3 separate regions of the Mus musculus genome follow, and all the other regions are linked to region 3. Evidence: chromatin contacts called from public HiChIP or PLAC-seq data. All regions are on one chromosome and are shown on one strand. The core of a region is the stretch at or near the end of the contact, and the rest is flanking DNA. Distances in the headings are between cores, read along the strand shown.

The links. HiChIP or PLAC-seq counts read pairs in DNA pulled down with a chosen protein or histone mark.
Region 1: a contact with region 3 is called in an H3K4me3 HiChIP or PLAC-seq map of stem cell-derived neural progenitor cells, with 12 read pairs. The contact joins two enhancer-like sites. A contact is called at or near these places in 1 of 15 datasets of contacts at CTCF or cohesin (the NIH/3T3 cell line), 7 of 115 datasets of contacts at active chromatin or transcription factors (embryonic hindbrain, embryonic stem cells, fibro-adipogenic progenitors and 3 more) and 1 of 9 other capture datasets (embryonic stem cells).
Region 2: an H3K4me3 HiChIP or PLAC-seq map of embryonic stem cells shows a contact between it and region 3, with 4 times the contacts expected there. The contact joins two enhancer-like sites. A contact is called at or near these places in 1 of 15 datasets of contacts at CTCF or cohesin (the NIH/3T3 cell line), 5 of 115 datasets of contacts at active chromatin or transcription factors (embryonic hindbrain, embryonic stem cells, forebrain and 1 more) and 1 of 9 other capture datasets (embryonic stem cells).

Annotation. Positions count from the first base shown.
Region 1 is chr10:70,948,495-70,951,494 of GRCm38.p6, reverse strand. It overlaps Bicc1 (BicC family RNA binding protein 1), which reads left to right. Exons shown (of 21, transcript NM_031397.3): 10 at 1,370-1,556. Among named protein-coding and RNA genes, the nearest start is that of Gm24486, 68 kb to the right of the region's middle. Within about 2 kb of position 1,489, at least 58 of the 459 cell types and tissues checked have an H3K27ac peak or open chromatin away from gene starts, as enhancers often do. A contact at or near this core is called in forebrain, neural tube and stem cell-derived neural progenitor cells, where this site is marked.
Region 2 is chr10:70,976,167-70,979,198 of GRCm38.p6, reverse strand. All of the region lies in intron 3 of Bicc1 (BicC family RNA binding protein 1), which reads left to right. Among named protein-coding and RNA genes, the nearest start is that of Gm24486, 96 kb to the right of the region's middle. Within about 2 kb of position 1,603, at least 12 of the 459 cell types and tissues checked have an H3K27ac peak or open chromatin away from gene starts, as enhancers often do.
Region 3 is chr10:70,518,919-70,521,758 of GRCm38.p6, reverse strand. Fam13c (family with sequence similarity 13, member C) reads right to left here. Exons shown (of 14, transcript NM_024244.4): 6 at 834-981. Among named protein-coding and RNA genes, the nearest start is that of Phyhipl, 79 kb to the left of the region's middle. Within about 2 kb of position 1,403, at least 147 of the 459 cell types and tissues checked have an H3K27ac peak or open chromatin away from gene starts, as enhancers often do. A contact at or near this core is called in forebrain, neural tube and stem cell-derived neural progenitor cells, where this site is marked.

The DNA.
Region 1 (3,000 bases), core at 240-2,739, 430 kb before region 3:
TGTGTGTGTGTGTGTGTGTGTGCGTGTGTATCCATGTGTCCACACTCACGTGTGTAAGCCACAGAAGGATGTGCAGTTAGATTCTCGAGTAGGAAGTCCTGAATTACTAAGGTAGATAAATCTGCCATACTTTACTAAAATTTCTAAACCAGAGATGCCATCTTGTGTATAGAATGCTTTATGTGTATCTGTCTTGCATATGATTTCTACATGAGTAAATGTGATATTTTCTGTTCACCTGGAGGAAACAACCACACTTATTATTATTTTATTTTTTAGAGAAAACTTTAAAGCGCCCCAAGACTGGGGGAGCAAGGTTGAGTGAGTTCAGAGATTGAGACCAGGCCATGGGATTTAGACATCATAAAGCCCTGTTTGACTAACTTAATCACAAATACCATCAGTTCAGATTCCGAGAAGGGCTTGGCCAAACAAAGACAGAAATAAAAAGAATTCCAAGAGCTCAGGAGAAAAACGAACCTATGTTAGGCTGAAAGAAATTGTGTTTTGATGGCTGGATTCTAAGTACTACTACTACTACTACACACACACACACACACACACACATACACACATACATATACACACATACATACACATATGTGTTTATATATGTATACATATGTATATATACACATGTATGTTTATATATATACATATATATGCTTAGACATTTAGTATATAAAAGATATATAAATTATATAATTCTATATGTATATGACATATACATATAGGAAGTAAGGAAAATTTATATATATACACAATTATTATTATTTATAAAATATATCATTATATATAACATAATATAACACACACACATATATTTCATAAGATTTGCCACAGATGTGGTCTCACTGGGGGTTGGTGGTGCCTAGAGGTACGTCAGCTAACCATTAGACCGTGTATGTTAAAAAAAAAAAGAAGCCAACTGTAACTGTGCAATCTATACGTGATGGTGGGTTTGATTTGGCTTCTGCAGGTAATGAGGTGGTGAGGAGGAATGCTTCAGTATGAAGCCCAGAGGCTGTGTAGTGGGGCAGCTGGACTTTGACACCAAGAATTTGCTAAATTTCTAAGCATGCCTGGATAGGAATCCATACCTTAAAAGGTTAGGTAGGGATCGGGACCTGCATGCTGGCTGCCCACAGCATCATGCTCTCAATGGTTTGCAGACACATAGACACACACACACATACACACACACACATAGTAGGTGGGGACTCACGTTTTACGGGAGTGTCAGGAGCAGAGGCTGATAGGGGGTGGTATCCAGCCTCCTGTGGCCACTCATTTACATTTTCATTACCCTTCTGTCATTGTATGCCTACCTCAGTGTCATCTTTTTTCCCCCCATTATGTGTTTTCATAGTCTGTGATTGTGAAAAGTGTTGAGCGAAATGCCTTAAATATGTATGAAGCAAGGAAGTGTCTCCTCGGACTTGAAAGCAGTGGGGTTTCCATAGCAACCAGTCTATCCCCAGCATCGTGCCCTGCCGGCCTGGCCTGTCCCAGCCTGGATATCTTAGCTTCGGCAGGCCTCGGACTCACTGGACTAGGTATAAAGTTTATTATTACCACTGGGGAACGGCTTATCGGGTTCCCTGCCCTTTTCTACCATTGTGCTGTGTCTAAATTCTATTTTCTCCTCTGAGCCCCAAAGCCCGGTGACGGTGACAAGCAACCGGGTCGGGACCTGATTCATCTGGCCTGAGTTTTTTCTTTTGTTAGCCTCCGTGGTTTTGGGTTGCCCAGATTCCTCCGATGCCAGTGTAAATAATCGCAGCCTGCCTGCTCTTGTTCTCCGTGGCGCGTGTTTGTTCTGCTAAATTAAGAATGCCATCGAGATGGAGGGGAGCCGCTGACGGTGATGGATGCGCTCTGTGTTGTCTTGCTTTGGCTGTACTGCCCTCCCTCCCTAGAGATAAAGATCCAGTTTGTTCCAAAAAGTAATTGCAAATCTGGAGGGCAGCTAGAGAAGGGGGAGGGGAGAGTCCCTGAACCCACTCCCCCACCTCCCATTCCCCTACCCTACAGCTAGGCCTGATAAACCCAAGGCCAAGCCAAGCTTATACCACTCATGGAAAGTGCAGTGAGTCCTTGCTGATCCTGAAATAGTGCCCTCATCTAGAAGACCTTTCTTGTAAGCTGGCCAAGAGCTCTGTTAGCATTAGACCAGGCTTACCATTTTCCTTCTCGTTTCCCAGATGCCTTCATGTATAAGGAGAGCACAGTAGGTCACATACATAGTAGGATGGGCTGTGTTAGAGCTCACTGGTAGGATGCACGCATGAAGACCTAGGTCCGATCCCCAACACTGAAAGACGTCATGTGTGTAAAACCTGTTTGGGCTCCAAACTGTCACACTCAGACACTACTATGGTGATGCAGGTTCTTCCTCAACCAAAGCTGTCTCTTCCACACAGGCCTGAACAGCCATAGCAACACAGCAATACTGTGGACTGGGACGTCCTGGTGGACTTACAACAGTTCTCAGCCTGTGGGTCGCAGCCCCTTTGGGGGTTGCACAACCCTTTTGCAGGGGCTGCCTATCATATATCCTGTATGGCAGTTACACCAAGATTTGAAACAGTAGCAAAATTATAGTTATGAAGTGGCAGCAAAATAATTTTATGGTTGGGGGGGCTCACCACAACAGCAACTGTATTAAAGGATGGTGGCATTAGGAACGGTGAGAACTGCTGACTTAGAAGGGGCCCGTTTTATTGTGTTCTAGTTGAGAAAGTGGTTGGAGAAGCCGAGTTCCCTGAGTGGAGGAGAGGTTTCCTTGGCCACCCAGCTCCTATAACACTGACCCATGTGCACTTCAGAAAACACACAGAAATGAACATCATCTTTTAGACCCCAAATTCCCAAAGGAGAATCTCCCTGGTTACAGCAGGCGCTAGGTTTCTTGAGAGCAGAGAGAATCCAGCACAATCCCTGGGCAAGTTTTAGTCATTGGGTTGGAGCCCACAGGAGTCAGTGTGTGCTCAGACCCGC
Region 2 (3,032 bases), core at 354-2,853, 460 kb before region 3:
TTTGTGCAGAAATAGAAACCCTGACTAAGACACTACTCCTTTGGGGGAGTGGTGTCTAAAGACTCTACATGAGTAGCCTAAGACCACCGGAAAACAAAGATATTTATATCATGATTCATAACAGTAGCAAAAGTTACAGTTATGAAGTAGCAAAGAAAATAATTGTGTGGGTGGGGGAGGGGGGTCACCACAGCGTGAGGAGCTGTATTACAGGGTCTCAGCATTAGGAAGCTGGAGAACCCCTGCTGTAAGCGTTCATGCCAACATACTCCTCCTTCAGTTTCCAGATGTGGTAGGCGCCCCATTGTCAGTTGGCATTACTATGGAGAGAATGGTGTTTAAAAGAAGCCTGGCTTCCGACAGCTTTAAGAATAGGCCCCACGGTTCTCAGGGTCCTTCATTCCATGTAGAGCTTTGCCTTTCTGCGAGGAACCTCAGGCAGGAACTCAGTAAGTCCTTGGTGGCCAGCCGTTCCTGCTGTTTCCCCAGTTGCCTTGCTGGATCCTCCTTAATCCTTTGGATTCTGGTTAAAGCTGCCTGCTCGGGAGCTGGGTCTTCTTCCACAGAGAGGCCCCGGGTTCCTTCCAGGTGAGGTCCCATCCCCAGCAAATCCATCCCCAGAAGACACTGTAAACAGATTGCTTAGGCCATTTATTTAACTGATAACACAGAGGAGTATTTCTAGCCCCAAACCCCCAAAACAAATGACTTTTGGAATCTGTTGTAATGAGATTTAAATTGTCCTTTTTAATAGCTCTGGGGACCATTTGTCTTAGTATTAAATGATTCTTCTTCTTTTTAAAGAATGTGGCAAATCATGCTGCTTATATAAACATAAAATGAGCATGTGTTAAAGATTGTATTTATCTCATTTGTCATGAGAGAACGAGGCAGAGGTAACCAATCAAAAGGGGCTGAACTTAAGCAGGAAATGGAATGTAAGATACATTTAGAGTACATCTGAAGCTGGCTTTCTTAGTGCAAACGGGAGGCAGGGGACAGTGGCCTCCCCCGGGTACGGTTTGTTTGTCTTGTTGTAGACACGATTTAATCTGCTCAGACCTCCATTATTGAAAACTTAGAATTGTCAGGTATATCAAAGGCAGTGAAAAGCTGGGCACAGAGAAGCCAGGGCTGCGGGTCAGGCATGCACACCTCTCCATCAGTGATGCCCAGGGGCTGCATGTGCTTGCAGGGGTTATAATTGATCCGTGTTAGCATTGGATGGCACAGTGAAGTACCTTCTGCCTTCTGTGTTGTCTGAAAGGTCACAGGACACTGTGTTCCAGGTCACAGGGTCACTGTATTCCCTTATAAAGATTTCTTCATTGTTAGAATAGATACAAAGTAGTGGTTTTGTCTTTTGAGTCAGGGTCTCACTATGTCTTGATATTCTGCCCAGGTTAGTTTTGAACTCGATGTCTTCCTGCTTCAGGGTCCTGAGGGTTGAAGTCCACCCTATCATATCCCAGTATAAATGGCATCCTTTAAAGGTCTGCTTTGAGATTTTGCCTAGTAAGGGGTAAGGAACACTGGAGATCTAGAGGCAGAGAGGTACACCCTCCTCTCTCCTGCTGTCTATTAAGGTTAGGGCTGGAAGCAAAGCTGATTTCATTGCTGTTTAAAGAGAAAGTCTGAAAACCCAGGAGAGAGCATGTAGCCATGTGGTCGCAGGTCTTCCTGAGAACCACATCCCTGAACATCTCCGCCCACTGAGTTTCTCATTAGGAGAGATGGCAGAGATGCTGTGAATGAAGGCTTCTGAGGACAGCTTCTGTGATTCCCTGTGAGCACTAATGAGTTCTGTGTGTCCCCCTTTTTGTCTGTTGATGAAATCACTTATGAAAATGTGCAAGCATTTATGTGTATCAGAATCGTAATGGGGAGATGAGTTATGTCCCCAAGGGCCGAAGGCTTGTTGAGACTGGATGTCTGAAAGATAAATGGCCCGGCTGAGGTTGCTGATTATTGGATCAGCGTGAGGAAAAACAGTGGAAACAGTGAATGGTGAGGTGACTGAGCTGCTCTGCTGGAGCCTACAGAGAAAATATTGGTTTGGGAATCTGGTTGTTGTTGTTGTTGTTGTTGGTTTGATTTTTTTTTTTAAAAAAACGTTGGACCATTGTCTTTATAGGTCTAGACAGAGTGACTATACTGCCCTGCTCAAGAGCTAAAACATCGTCAAGAAAGCAAGTCAAGTTCATAAGGAATTATCTAGCAAAATTGTTTCCAATCAGAGAGAACCTCGAGCTACTGGTTGGGGAGCTCGGTGCATTCTTGTTTCCATTTGAAGCTCCTTGGCAAGCCGTTGCTTGGCGGTCCAGCCATTTCCTTCTGGTATCAGCTGGCCACACACTTCTGCTGTGGACTCAGAATGGAGGAGAGTCGACAGGTACTGTGTGTCAGCAGCCTGTTTCTAGAGCAACCCCCTCACCCACCTCCACCCCCACCCTCACCCAACGTCCTTCCTTTTCTATAAACATTTGTCAGCCAGACTCAGAGGGCACAGAGTGGATGCTCAAGCAGGAAAATCAAAGCCACAGCAGTCCGAAGTGAAGGTAAACGGTGCCACTAAGATCTGGCTGCAAGCCAGACATTGGGAACCAGGTTCAGGCTTGACGGAATGCCTCTAAGCTATAGGAGGATGGAGGGGGTCAGGTTTGCTGAACAAGGGGAAATAATTCTGAGCACACTGTGCGAGTGGCCAAAATCAAGACTATCAAGGCTCTGGGTGATTTAGCTTACAGCGGCCACTGACTAAAACACAGTCAGCTTTCTGTCTTCTTTTTTTTCCCCCACACCTTACGGTAAAGGGAGGAAGGATGGTCTAGAAGGTGGCCAGGGCTCACAGCAAGCCAAGATGACCACAGGGACTTTCTCATTTACCTGTGGTGGTCGGTGGCAGTTTTTCTTGTGATGTTGGATTTGATAGGCATCAGCCAACCTTGCAGTTGTTCTTTGACAACTTTTATTATTTTCTTCTCCAACATAGTATTTCTATTAATTATCTGGGAATTTTGTACAACGCACCC
Region 3 (2,840 bases), core at 154-2,653:
CAGCTCCTATAAGCACTGTTAATTAAAACAAATTCCAACACTGCAGATGACCATCCGGCCTGCTTAGGGCACGTGAGATGTTCTTAAACAGAAGTGTGTTAAGTAAGGACTGCTGTTCATGCTACTGAATTGGATTGCCATTTCCAATCTCTTCCTCTAAACCCTGGAGATTACAGGCCTCTTCTAGAGCTAGCTTCCCTAAGCCCTTTGAGGCCCCGCCCTCAATCCAGGGAGCCGGCTGCAAGCCTCTGTCAGATTTGTATAGAGAAGGATAAACTTCCTCCTCAGGTAAATTGCTATTTCCTTCCTCTGGAATTCTTCCTGAGAGTATTAATTTGCCTTCTGTTGGCTAGCCAAACAGCCGTCCCTAGGATTGAAAGTAGAAAAACCGAAGGGGGAAAAAAATCAGACGCAGAAGAAGCTGGAACAAGGATACACGATCGGAATGAGCCCAGAGCTAACCACTCATCCCTGCTTACTCAGCGTAAGATCAGTTATACAGAGAGTGAACAGAGGAGATGAAACTCCCCTGGTCCTCAGTGTCCCAAACGCATGCTAAGTTTTAAGATAGTACAGACCATCTAAGTCCAGTAGAACACACTACTCCTCATTACAGAGCAACCAGAAAAATTGCAAGAAGTTGTAACCCGATGCTTCCAGCTGACTCCCATTTAAGAAAGTCTGCCTGGCAACTAATCCTAAAACCTCCCGTTCCCCCTCAGCAGCTCCTAGGCTTGGGCTTTGATGTTGCATCATTTCTGTCCGGAGTCCAGGCGGAGGCTGAGCTGTCTCCTGAGTACCACGCGGGACATCCCCCAGACTCTGCCTCTTACCTGCAGGATCTGCGCTGTCGGCAGGCGCACTCTGCGTGGAAGCTGGGGCCGGGTCCTTAACTCCGTGCACCTGGCCATCTTCTTCCTGGGTCGTCAGAAACGCGGAGCACAGACCAGACTCGAGGGCTTGGAGCTTCAGCAAGGAATTCTGCCAACAAAAGCAGAACATGAAGCCAGCTAAGCGGTTGCCTTAACACACAGCTCTGGGGGCTGCAGCTCTCCGGCAGCTTCGTCCGGTGCCTGGCAGGAAAGGGGTCTCGGCTAGCTGCAGCTGTTTCTCGGGGAAAGGAGCTGCTGGTCCCCAGTCAGATGCACAATGGTCCTCAGCAGCTTCAGTTTCTGGCTCGTTACAATCCTAACGTATACGGTTTATCCGTGATACATGGGACCTGGGATTTCGTCAGCAAGAGACACTGCATCTGGAGAGCCAATCTCAGAAGGTGTCCGCTTCGCAAGTGCTGGGGCTTTTACGCTCCTCCGCGCAACTGTTCATTCACTGTGCTGACATCAGGAGCCAGACATTAGGCCACTCCCAGGCTACCATTCATAAAAGCCACCGTCCCTCCAAGACACAGACTGCGGCAGACCGCAGCACACAAAGAGTTACAGCTGCAGAGGCTGCCTGGCATCTAGGAGGGGCTTCTGGGCCCTTTCACCTAGCTTTACAGCACGCCTTCTAAAGTTACTTCTCTTGCAGGGGGCGGGGGTGAGGGGTGGGGGATGCTGCAGCTGCCTCCTCTGGGGAAAGGAGTCTTGGGAGCTGGCGCTGGCCCCTTTAGCCTAACTCAGCTACTTGATGGAGAGCAATTGATCCTTTGCAGCCTACAGTACAATCTCCCGCCTACCCCCTCGTGTCGCATTTTTAATTTCTCCCAGGTTCTTAGTAAGGACAAGTCATGCAGACTGACGCACTTCTGATGCAGCAGCCCCGGCAAACTGATTCCCCTGGCAGGTGAAAATGAATCATGCCTGAGTCCAGGCTGGGCACTTCCAGGCCACAGCGGGACAGCTCAGCAGGTTACGAATCCGCCCACCTCCCTCCAGCTGCGGCAAGGGCAGCCACAGGAAGCAGGGCCATTGGTCCTCTTCCCTACCCAAACCTTCCAACATCGGCAACTCTTACACTATTCGCCCCCTCACATATGCCACGCAGGCACACGCTGGAGCACCCCACTCTACAGCTCCAACCCCCGCCTGGCCCACATACCTACACACACACACACACATACACACACACCTCCCCCACACACCTTGCCTCCAATACCACTCACACATACATATACTCTAACATACCTTAACCCCCAAATGCTCATACTATGTACATTTTCATGCCAACCTCAACCCCCACTTACATACCCTATTCTACAAGCACATCTCTTTACCTACCACTCCCATACTAACAAGACCCCCCACTCTTCCTCCTCTTTCACACATACACCCCTACTTCTGACTGGCCCATATCCTTCTTCATGCATGTTCAATACCCTCATACCAACCCCTGTTCCTTCACATTGTGCCTCTAACTCACAACACTCTGCCTTATATACACTCTTGTATGCCTACCTACCCAAGTATCTCCTCCCGCATCCCTCTACCAATTTCTCCCCACTGCTTTTAGCCACTGAGCTGACATGGCAGCAGTGTTTTTCACATGATGCTCCCCCGAGGGATGTTTGAAACTTTCTCAGACATTCTGAAGTCAGTGGGCACCTCAGCAACTCAGGTCCCTTCTCCACCGGGCACAGATACGCTCACGAGCTGACATGAACACTGTCTGCCCTCAGAGGTGATTCCTAACAGCCAAAGCAGCAAGCATAGCCTGAGAGTAGATGATTTCCGTGGCCCTCTTCTCCCTGCTGGGACATGACTCCAGCAGCTGAGAGAGAGCTCAAGGTTGCTGAGAAGAGAAGCAGATAGAGCAAAGGCACCAAGTTTCTAGAAGAATCTAGCCATCAGTCACCAATCAGTTAGAGGGCACCAATCAGTTGGAGGACACCAATCAGTTGG